4 separate regions of the Sus scrofa genome follow, and all the other regions are linked to region 4. A link is a contact called in public HiChIP or PLAC-seq and promoter capture Hi-C data. All regions are on one chromosome and are shown on one strand. Each heading gives the region's core, a stretch centred on a gene start, on an enhancer-like site or on the middle of the called end of the contact. The rest is flanking DNA. Distances are from core to core; before and after follow the strand shown.

Region 1 (2,700 bases), core at 79-2,578, 220 kb before region 4:
AAAGGGAAAGGGGAGGGAATTAAAGGGTTAAAAAGAACTACGGAACTCATAAACAAAAAAAGTACCTTGCCCCTGAGGAATCTGCCATGAGTTATTAAATTGAGGCCAAAAGCGCCCAATCTTAATGAATGAGCTGGCCCAGTTCCAATACACACACAGCTCTGATACACATGGGCAGGGTGCCCCAGGGCACTTTTTACGCCCTGGGAAACACCTGACAGATCACAGGTCAATCTTAAACAACTAGAAGCAAGATGTCAATGAGCAGATCCAATGGGCTTGCTCTTTTGCTCCCTTCTTTTTCCAGGTATCAAATTTTTAGACTCTGTGTTTAACACAAGACGTCAACCGGGAGGGGCGGATATCTCGTTTCCAGGCCTAAGATGGGCCAGGCATCACGGCTCTGGACGCGGGTCCGGTCCTCCTGGTCTGTCGGTACTTCCCTAGGCTCCCACAGCCCCCGTGGGGGCCGGGGGCTGCCCTGGAACACCTGCCATCTCCTCCTCCACCCTTTCAACAGTTATGAGGACTGCGGAGAGGCCGCCCTGGCCTCGGGAGCATGCTGTCAGCTCTTTCACTATTCACCGCCCTTCCCAAGGCTGCCTCGGCAGAGGGGCGCACAGCGGCGTGGGTGTGAGCGGTGGGAAGCGGCCCCGGCGTGACACCTCGCGGAGCCGTCTCCCGCGGGGGCACACGCCGCGGCTGGCGGCAGCGAGACCTGGGCGGCCAGCAACATCGGCCCCGGGGCCCGCAGCCCCCAAGGCCCCGCCACCCGGCGCTCCGCTGCGACCCGGACGCCCGCCCGCCGCCGCCGCCCACTCACCGCCGCACTCGGCCGAGTACTGGTCCCCCCAGTCCCCGGACTGCGGGCTGCAGCCGCCGCCCGCCGGGGCCTCCTGCTGCTGCCGGTGCTGCAGCTCCTGCTTGAGCAGGGACAGCGGCGAGTAGTGCTCGGTGGCCAGGGCGCCCGGCCGCGGCCCAGCGGACAGTACCCCCAGCAGCAGCAGCACCGGGACGCGCCGGGCGGCGCCCGCGGCGGCCACAGCGCCGCCCCAGCAGCCGCAGCAGCCGCAGCCGGCAGGTGCCATCTTCCCTCAGGGCGCATGTGCGGCGTCCCTCGCCGCGCGCTGCGGCCTCCCAGCCCTTACCCGAGGCGGGCAGGTGGGCCTTGGCAGGGGGGCTGAAGAAAGAGAGTGGCGGTGCCTGCTGGGAGTTGTAGTCCCATATAGGCCAGTCTGGGTCCCCCTGTCTGGGGCCGGGACTGCGAATCCCATCAAGCACTGCGCGCGCAAGGCTTCCGGTCTGGCGTCTGACGTCTGCCCCGCCACTGAATCGGAAGTTCTGGGCTGCAGTTGCGTGGAAATGGGCACTGGTGGGCGGAGTGGGCTTCGGCCAGGCAAGGGGAACGCAGAAGGGGTGACAGCGGGAAAGGGGAAGGCGGATGGGGTGGCAGTGACTCCTACTGCTGCCTCAGCCTCCTGCCAGTACAGGTGTATCGAATGCAACCAGGAGGCCAAGGAGTTGTACCGAGACTATAACCACGGCGTGCTGAAGATAACCATCTGTGTGAGTTGTCAGCTGTGGGGTTCCTTGGGGAAAAAATGGCGCAGTGAGATTTGGGGAGCGTGAGCGACCATGGAATCTGTATCAGCTGTTCAGGGTGATAAAATGTAAAAAATCAACAGTTTCAGGGTCTTCTAATACAGACTAAATTTTGACGCTCGACCTTCCCCGTCGAATGTTTGCCTGAATACCTAGAGTAGTAGAGAAGTCACACCCCACAGTGCTTTTCTCAGATCCGTCACGTTTGCTGACGGATCCTCGGACCTGATGGATGCAGGCGCTGTGCCGAGAAATTTAAAGGTCAGATTAGGTTGACGGTAAAGCTATTTCATTCTTAGTTGTTTTCCCTCTGATAGACAGATGTTGCCATCTTTGCGCTTCATAACCTATGGCGAATTCTCTAGATATTTTTTCAGGTTTCATCCATTGTGGTTATGGAATGGACAGCATTGTGTATAAAGCACTGTGCTAGACGTTGGTGATACAAAAACCAAAAATGAGGAAGTAAAAGTTCTGCTTTCAAAGTGTTCATAGTCTCTTTATAGGGAATGGTCCTTTGTTTTAAAAGTCATAAAATTGGGAGTTCCCGTCGTAGCTCAGCGGTTAACGAACCCGACAAGCACATATAAGAACACGGGTTCGATCCCTGGCCTCACTCAGTGGGTTAAGGATCCGGCGTCGACATGAGCTATGAGCTGTGGTGTAGTTCGCAGACCTGGCTGGGATCCTGCCTTGCTGTGCCTCTGGCGTAAGCCGTCGGCTACAGCTCCGATTGGACCCCTAGCTTGGGAACCTCCATATGCCCTGGATGCTGCCCTAAAAAGACAAAAAGACCAAAAAAAAAAAAAAAAAAAAGGTCATAAAATTGGAAGTTCTTTGGGGGCCATTAGCAAAGAGTCTGTCACATTATGGGTAGTCACTATGTTTTTCTCCCATTTCCGATCCCATTTCTATTAATCTTCATTCCAAAAACACAGCACATAGTAATTTACCAGGGAGCAGACAGTATGAATATGTACCAGTTTCTGACTGTCAGACATGGTAATCACTCTGGTGCATGCGATCCCAATTTCCTGTTCTTTTTCCACTCACTTGGCAAAATTTTGACCCTGGTTAAATGCAGCATATTGCCTACTC
Region 2 (2,700 bases), core at 98-2,597, 230 kb after region 4:
ACGTCCTGCATATCAACCTTCATAGTCATTCTGTCCCACAACCTTCCGACTTTTAAGCACATCCAGGTGTTTCACTCACAAGGGTCTAATCTTTCGAAAGACCTTGAGCCTTCTTTAGTTGTAACAAGATCCTTCCCCTTCCTCCTGGGAGCCAGCCTCTCTTCCTTCCTCCTTCCCTTCGTTCTTTCCTTTGTCTCTCTCTTCCTGTCCCTCCCTCCTTGGACCCCTCCCCCCCTTTATTGGTGGCACCCACGGCATGTGGAAGTTTCCTGGCCAGGGACTGAACCCGCACTGCAACAGCCACCGGAGTCGATGCAGAGACAAGGCTGACCCTAAACCTACTGTGCCACAAGAGAATGCTCAGGGAGCCCTTCTGACCCCTCTTCACAACACTCCCTCTTATCCCAAACTTCTGCAATGTTTTGTGCCAAACCTCTGGCCATGGCAAATTCAACTGTACTGCTATTTAGTGTTTTTTTTGTTTTTTTCCCTTTTCTTATTAGAGCCGCATCTGCGGCATATGGAAGTTCCCAGGCTATGGGTTGAATCAGAGCAGTAGCTGCTGGCCTATACCACAGCCACAACAACACCAGATCCAAGCCACATCTGCCACCTACACTGCAGCTCACAGCAATACCGGGTTCTTAACCCACTGAGCAAGGCCAGGGATGGAAACCGCATCCTCATGGATACTAGATGGATTCTTAACCTGCTAAGCCACAACGGGAACTCCTGTTATTTATTTTTTTTAAGATTTTACCGAAGTGTAGTTGATTTACAATATTGTGTTAATTTCTGCTGTACAGCAAAGTGATTCTGTAACCCATATACACATATCCATTCCCATATAGTTTACCACAGAATACCCAGTTAGAGTTCCCTGTGCTATTGGGCAAGTCCCCCTGACCATCCATCCCATACACAAGAGTATTCACATGCCAAGTTTTATAGCAGGTGTTCATCTTCCCCTGGAGGGGAGCGTCCTAAGGGCAAGAACCATTTCTGGCAGCTGCAGCCTCAGTGATGCTCCAGGTGCCTCCCCCAACGAAGAATGAACCGTGACGGAGGAGGAGGTGAGTTGGCTGGCTTAAGGGCTCCGCACGGATCACAGTTGTGTCCTGGGCTGGCTGCCTAACGTGCGAAGGACCCGTCCAGTGCTGCCAGGAGCTTCAAACAGTGGGTCTCATTTCATTCTGAACTGCTCGCCCCGCTCTTTCCCCACGTCCTCCTTCCCCGCGTCCCTTGCTAAACATATCCCCTCGATCACGTCCATCAGCTCTTCGGCCACTTCCCTAATTTGTGTCTGGGAGGCAGCTTTGCGGACGTCCCTCTCCCTCTAGGAAGGCCTCTCAGTCTCTTCTTCCCCAAACGCCCGTTCTCCCCACCGCACTTCCCCTCTGGTTCTCGGCCAGCAAAGAGCGAGAGTGAAAAGCAAACTTTCTGAGGTCCGGGACACAAGCTGCCGGCCTACCAGCCCCGCCCGCCCCAGCGCGCGCGCGCGCGTGTGCCCGCGTGTGTATGTGCGCGCGCGCGTGCCGGGGCTGAAGCTGGAGAGGAAACCGCCCGCCCCGCCCGGGAGAAGGAAGGAGCCTCCCCCTTCCTCGCCAGCCCCCTCCCCACTTCCCGTCCGGTTTGGCCGCTCGCTTCCTTCTGCGTCGGGCCTCTGGGCGCACCGAGCGGCCGGCAGCTGAGGAGCTGGAGGCGGCGGAGGCGGAGCGGGAGCAGCGGGCGGGGCGCATGCTGGGCGGGGATCCCCAGGGCGCCCCGGCGGTGGCGCCGGGGGCCACCGCGCAGGTAGGGGTTGCTGTCACGGCGGCCCGGCAGAAGCCGGGCGGGGAGGGTGCAGATCTGGGGTGCGCCTCTGTTGACAACTTGGGTTCGGTGCACCCTTGTGGGGTGAGGGAAACTGAGGCAGGGCGCGTGGTGTGCAGAGTTGGGGTTGATGTCGGGTCAGGTTCCCCCGAAGGCTGGGCTGAGATCCCTGGAGCTTCAGTTTGGGGAGCTGTCCAGGTCTTTTCCGCCCCCGTGTGTCCTGGTGGCCCAGGAAGGGGCGCGTTCAGGTTTGGATGCATGCGGGGACTGCTCCCTCCGTCGCTTTGCGTCCTCACTCGCACGCCCGCGGGACAAGGGGACAACCCCGCCGCCCTGTTCCCCTCCTCTCCCCCCCCCCCCAGACTGAGTCGGGACACCCAGCCGGGGTTCGGGTTTCACCCCATCTGGGACATGGAGGGAGGGGTTCGGGGGTGGAATGAGGGACGTGGTGCTGGCACCGCCTCAAGGGGGCTGCTTTGCGGACAATCTCACCTCCCATTTCCTCCGCGGTAGTAACGCCCACGCAGGCTCCGAGAGACCGCTCTGCTTCCACCGTTCGGAGCACGGCTCTCGCTGTCAAAGCTCGGGGGTGACGCTGAGGGCCATTAAGTGCACGGCTGCTTTTCAGGAATGGCAAGAGCTCCCCTACCCTCTCGCTTTTGAAATGCGTGCAAAGGAACCTGAGACTTTGGGAAGAGAAAGAGCGTTGGAGTCAGGGGTGCTGGCTGTATGTTCTTGCTGGGCCAGAAGAGGACCCACTAACTTTGACAGAGCCCTTAACGTCTCTGAGCCCCCGTTTCCTAAATGTAGAAGAGAACACTACTCACCCGTCCCCACCCTGTGCCTAGTTTTGTTGTGTGTGAAAGCCCTTTGCAAAATGTATGGTCA
Region 3 (2,700 bases), core at 183-2,682, 130 kb after region 4:
ACTCTGACTCAACCCCTACCTGGGAACCTCCATATGCCGTGGGTGTGGTCCTAAAAAGACCAAAAAAAAAAAAAATTACCTAGAGCAGAAAATTTTCCTATGACACAGGACTGTCAAGAGCTTGAATTTACTGCCATATGCTATCCAAATGGTTTCATTTACTGTTTTTTTTTCCCCTAAATTAAGGAGGAAAGACTGTATGTACAACACAGGACATTACGGGGGTTATTTGGGGAAAATGTAGTAAAAAAGTACTTGTGGTTTCCCTGCAAGCCCTGGGCCACACAACTAGTCAAGCCTCAGCCTGAGATTTTATCTAAAGAATGCTGGATTGCCACTCATTTGCCCATCTGGAAGATGGGAACGTCTGTTCACCGACAGTTAACGAGGCTTACAAGGGTGCTGTGCTAAGAACCTGTTGCGGTGGGCTGGACACAAAGTCTATAAAGACAGGGCAGTACCTGCCTACAATGAAATGCTCACAAGTTAGTGGAGCACACCTGCTATTATCATCACTGACCTCTCTCTTTTTGGAGAGCGATGGTGAGAGAAGGGTATCAAAATTTATATTTAGCGGAGTCTTCTGCGCCTCAATGGTAACTTATTTACTGGTCAAAGATCTTCCTAGGTGGGTCCTGCTTTCTCTCTTTTACAGATGAAACTAAGCTAGGGATGAAGTGCTTCCCCGAGGTCACACAACCACTCAGTGGCGGAGACCACCGTGAACGCGAGCTGTCTGGCTCCACGGTTCCCATAGAGGAGAAAGGCGGGAGGAGGCAGGAGGACGACGAGAATGGGAGAATGGGAGAGGGGCGAGGGGAGGAGTACACAGGGGCCCGTTTCCCTTCGTTAGAGAAAATGCCAGCAACGCCATCCACTTGTTGATTTGCACATTTCCATCACTTTAGCTGCCGGCGTCACTGCTAGGAATGGAAAACTGAAAGACTCCCCAACTCTTTAAGGTTTGGTTTGCTTCCCGAGAGGACATAGCCACAGGTGATGCGAATTGATGCCTTCTCTGTTCCCGGCGCCAGCCAGGCCGTCTGCGGCAACGAACTACAACCCCACCATGCACCGCGCGGTTCCGAGGGCCACGCCAAGGGAACAAGAGGGTGACCCAAAGGTGCCTTGAGGGGAAAAAAAAAAAAAAAATCACCTACATTTTCCTGGCTTTCCCACCTTCACGTTGACCTCACTCCCAGCACGGTCCGCCATATTTTTAAGTGAGCAGCTCATACAGAGAAGTGTGCCGAGTCTCTTCTGTCTTCAGGCATGACAGAGGGCAGGCTCGATGCCTGCGCGCGGGTGCGAGGTCCCCAGGCCAGGCGCGGGGCGGAGTCAGCAGCGGCTGGGCGGGGACGCAGACCGGAAATATGCGAGGGCAAGGGAGAAGCTTGAGTGGCTGCGGGCGCGCGCTTCCGGCCGGGGCGTCGACGTTGGCCGGCTGCGCAGGGCGCCGCTGCGGGCTCTTCGGCCACCACTTTACGCGTTCCGCTCGCCTCCAGGTTGCCAGTCTCGTCTCTTCTCGCCGTAGGCCGTGACGACATGAGCGGCAAAGAAGGTGGCGTCCTCGACAATTTGGGGCGTTATTTCTGTGTTTAGTCCAGGCTTCTGGTCACATTTCCCACTTCTCACCCTTGCGGGATGCCCTCTCACCCTGAAGGCTCGGGGCGGGGGTGCTGCCCTAGTGATTTTTGCGGCCACAGTGGCCTGTTTATGCCTCGTGTTTTCTTAAATTCTCGAGCCGTTTTTCATCTTAGTTCGATAGTTGCTCTGTAAGGAAGCCGTTAGTGGAGGCCCGGATGGTGAGCCTAAGGTTTGGGAGGACAAGGCAGGGTCCTTCTGCTGAGAAAGCCTCTCTGTGGATACCGGTTGTAGAGAAAGGAACGCGTTTGCCCGCTGTAAATTTTTGTCAGCTCTTGGTAATGGAAGAGCCCCGTCCAACCTTTTTTTCCTTCTCTATGTAAGGTTCAGGAGGGTTCAGGAAAAGGAAGCATGACAATTTCCCACATAACCAAAGAAGAGAAGGGAAGGATCTTAATTCATCTTCACCTGTGATGTTGGCCTTCAAATGTAAGTTCTCTGTCATGCAAGCTGGCGAAGGGAAGAGAACTAAAGAGCTTGTCACGAGGGTTACTTAGCCATGTCCTACACGTGAAAACAGCCGCCAGGAATTTTCCTGGAGGTGTTGGCGATGGTGCTAGGTCTGCCATGAAAGTTGAGATTACAAAAGTGTTGACTTTTTTTTTCCGCATTGCAGTTTCACAAGTAAACATTAGTTTACTAACATCAGACGTGCTACATAACGAAAAATTACTGAGTGATATGTAAATATATGTGTCAAGGGTGTGTGTATACATATATCTATTATGTATATATTTATGTTGGGTGTGTGTATATGTACCAACTGTATATGTGTATATCAGCGATGTGTGCATATACATCAGCTGTATGTGTACATATATTTAATTAATTTTAACGTGTTGGTTTTGTTTCCTTAGCTAGACTTTTGAAGACAGGGACTGGTTTTTTTTTTTGTTTTTTTGGTTTTTTTTGTCTTTTTGCCTTTTCTGGGGCCGCTCCCATGGCACATGGAGGTTCCCAGGCTAGGGGTCTAATCAGAGCTGTAGCTGCCGGCCTCCGCCACAGCCACAGCCACAGCAACGCGGGATCCAAGCCGCGTCTGCAACCTACATCACA
Region 4 (2,700 bases), core at 192-2,691:
CGTAGCCTTGGGACCGCCTCTCAGGGACCGATCCGGGGAGAGTTCAAAAACCAGCACCTCGGTGAGCTGGCGGACACGCTCATCCACTCTGGCCCTCAGTTCTTTTACAGCAGGTGGACTGGGCTTATCTTCCAGGTACTGGTTCAACTTATCCAGCAGGTCAACGGCCCCTTCAAAGTCCCTCTGGGCGATGCAAACATCCAGGTCTTCGGGCAATTCCTGGATCCATTCCATTGAGAGGTCCACCTTCTCTTCTTCCGCCTCAGGAACAGCTGGTTCGTCGTCGTCTTCATCTTCAAACGGGTTGCTGGCCTTGGAAGTCACTTGGGGTGGCCCTCGAGGGGCCGCTGCCTCCTCCTGCTCCCTGCGTCTTTTCTCACTGAGGGCCCTCTTGGTTTCCTCCAACACTTCCAGCCACTCGCGTTTGATTTTTGCATTTTCCGCCTGAAAAATACGACTCTCGGGAAACATTAGCAACTTGAACATGTCCTTCATGGGGGGATTGTCCTTGACATTGACTACGGCCAAACCATCCAGGGGATAGAGGGCGTCGTAGCGATACATCCCCCGCCGCTGTGGCAACCAGGTGGCCACCAGCAAACAGTCGTTCATGAGAAAGCCGTGCACTCGCTGCAACTGGGCCATATGATCCGCCTCGTATTCCACCAGGTCCCCGTTGTACACCAGGTACTGTCCCGGCGTCTCCAGCAGGTGCCTGCAGCCTTCCACCTTCTCCAGCAGAGTGGTAAGAGTGCGCTGCTTCCCTTCCTCGCCCGGACCAGAACTGTCGCGGGAGGCGCCCCCGGGACTTGGGAAAAAGCCAGCCTGGCCCCGGAGGTGATCGCGGCCCCCCGCGCTGCCTCCACCCTCCTCCCCTCCGGAGGCGGTGGCGGCCCCAGCAGCGGCTGCGGCGGCGGCCGGCAGCAGGGTGAGCGGGATGCTCTCCAGGTTGCTCTTCTGCTCGGTCAGCAGATGGCTAAGCTGGTACATCTCGCTCTCCAGGTAGGAGATCTCGCGGGCCGTCTCTATGAACTGCCGGTAGTTCTGGTAGACGTTACGCTTCAGGTTCTGCGCCGTCTCCTCCGCCAGCGCCTGGATGCGCTGCCGGTGCTCCTGCAGGTCCCGGTCCCCGTCCGACTGCTGCGAGAGCTGCTTCACGTACAGCCGCGCCTCGAAGCTGCCCGACTCCAGCTGCCGCCGCAGGCGGCTCGCCCCACTGTCTGACATCGCCATCGCCATTTCCGTCGGGGACTCACGTAGTCACTGTCACTATTACTACCGCCGCCGCTGCCGCCGCCGCCACTGTCGAGGCCCACCCAACCCGGCCGAGTCCAGGGCTGAGGAAGCAGGATGGAAGACAGGCGAGTACGCCTGCGCCCGGGTCTGAAGTCCGGACACTGCGCCTGCGCAAGATGCCCCTCGCAAACAGCGCGCCGGCGCAGGGTCGCCAGTGGCCTAGGGCGCATGCGCCGGAGAAGCTCCTGCGGAAGCGAGTGGAGGGCGGAGCAGCGAGGTGTAGATACTGCGCATGGGCCGAGCATGACGTTGATGTTTGACCGTACCCGCGAACCGTAAAGGCGGTATCCGGCTACTTGAAACCTTCCTCGGGCTCAAGCTTCGGGAACCCAAGTGTTGAGCCCACTAGGAGGTGTCATGCTGAATTTTCTTTGTTGTTTTAAGCCCTAGAATCTTGACTGGAGTTCGGGGCACGCTCGGTTCTCTTTCTCGAGCCGGAGTTTACTAGGTCTCGCGAGATCTGTGGCCTGACCCGAGAGTGGCCTGGGAGCTGGTATCTCCTAGGAGCACGGCTAGGCTCTCTGAGCCATCTGGACTCCGCCTGGTAGCCGGGCAGCCATGGATGAGGACCTGGTTCTGGCTCTTCGGCTTCAGGAAGAGTGGAACTTGCAGGTCTCGGAGCGCAATCCGGCCCAGGAGCCCCTGTCGCTGGTGGACGCGTCCTGGGAGTTGGTGGACCCCACGCCGGATTTGCAGGCCCTGTTTGTGCAGTTCAACGATCGTTTCTTCTGGGGCAAACTGGAGGCGGTGGAAGTGAAGTGGAGCGTGCGGATGACGCTGTGAGTGCCGAGCCCGCCGGGACCGGACAGCTGGCGGCCCTTCCGCTGCCCCGGCGCCGGGGCAGTGACCCGGGTCGGGTCTAGGGACAGCCAGCCGTTCTCGGGCTTCCTCTCCCTTCCCTTCCTTCCTCTCTCACTGCCCTTGGTTAGCTCTCAGAAAGCCGTGTGGCCCACCCCGCGGCGATCTGACCGGTAAGGAACACAGTGAGAGAGAAGGATGTTTCTCAGTTTCCAGGAAAATGAGTTCACCCCTTTCCCCTTTCTGATCTAGGACCCAGGAGGGAGAAACAGCCAGAATCGGCCCCTAAAGATGCTGAGGGCGCCGGGAAGTGTGCTGTCCTCAGCTGTGGTCTTTACGGCGCCGCTGCCTTGCAGTGAGCCGTGTGTCAGCTTGGGAAGGGGTCTATGTTTCCATAACTTTGGGACGCGGGGGTCTTCCGGGAGCCCTGTGAAAGGACCCTTTTCTTACCCGCTGAGTTGGAGAAAACCCCTTTTGAAATAAACGACTCCTGTACACCAACGGAGTTAACAAGTTTAAGGTGTAGCTGAACACTACCTGCTAGTTTTTGAATTGATACAAAACCACCTAGAATAAGGAGTTAAGATATGATATGAAGTTGCGTTG

Evidence for each region. Promoter capture Hi-C pulls out the DNA fragments that hold promoters and counts their contacts. HiChIP or PLAC-seq counts read pairs in DNA pulled down with a chosen protein or histone mark.
Region 1: a contact with region 4 is called in an H3K27ac HiChIP or PLAC-seq map of alveolar macrophages. The contact joins the promoter of ARV1 here to the promoter of EXOC8 in region 4. A contact is called at or near these places in 1 of 5 promoter capture datasets (liver), 2 of 47 Hi-C or Micro-C datasets (liver and subcutaneous adipose tissue) and 2 of 2 datasets of contacts at active chromatin or transcription factors (alveolar macrophages and skeletal muscle).
Region 2: an H3K27ac HiChIP or PLAC-seq map of alveolar macrophages shows a contact between it and region 4. The contact joins the promoter of DISC1 here to the promoter of EXOC8 in region 4. A contact is called at or near these places in 1 of 47 Hi-C or Micro-C datasets (psoas muscle) and 1 of 2 datasets of contacts at active chromatin or transcription factors (alveolar macrophages).
Region 3: a promoter capture Hi-C map of liver shows a contact between it and region 4, with 2.7 times the contacts expected there. The contact joins the promoter of TSNAX here to the promoter of EXOC8 in region 4. A contact is called at or near these places in 2 of 5 promoter capture datasets (fetal liver and liver), 6 of 47 Hi-C or Micro-C datasets (fibroblasts, heart right ventricle, liver and 2 more) and 2 of 2 datasets of contacts at active chromatin or transcription factors (alveolar macrophages and skeletal muscle).

Annotation. Positions count from the first base shown.
Region 1 is chr14:59,407,621-59,410,320 of Sscrofa11.1, reverse strand. It overlaps ARV1 (ARV1 homolog, fatty acid homeostasis modulator), which reads left to right and starts at 1,328. Exons shown (of 6, transcript NM_001243293.1): 1 at 1,328-1,566. The coding sequence starts at 1,363. TTC13 (tetratricopeptide repeat protein 13) reads right to left here and starts at 1,193. Exons shown (of 21, transcript XM_001926644.5): 1 at 824-1,193. The coding sequence starts at 1,088.
Region 2 is chr14:58,962,601-58,965,300 of Sscrofa11.1, reverse strand. It overlaps DISC1 (disrupted in schizophrenia 1 protein), which reads left to right and starts at 1,347. Exons shown (of 13, transcript XM_021073577.1): 1 at 1,347-1,794.
Region 3 is chr14:59,057,032-59,059,731 of Sscrofa11.1, reverse strand. TSNAX (translin associated factor X) reads left to right here and starts at 1,432. Exons shown (of 6, transcript NM_001243607.2): 1 at 1,432-1,561; 2 at 1,969-2,073. The coding sequence starts at 1,546.
Region 4 is chr14:59,191,086-59,193,785 of Sscrofa11.1, reverse strand. EXOC8 (exocyst complex component 8) reads right to left here and starts at 1,441. Exons shown (of 1, transcript XM_005674519.3): 1 at 1-1,441. The coding sequence starts at 1,239. SPRTN (SprT-like N-terminal domain) reads left to right here and starts at 1,565. Exons shown (of 5, transcript NM_001243554.1): 1 at 1,565-2,075. The coding sequence starts at 1,855.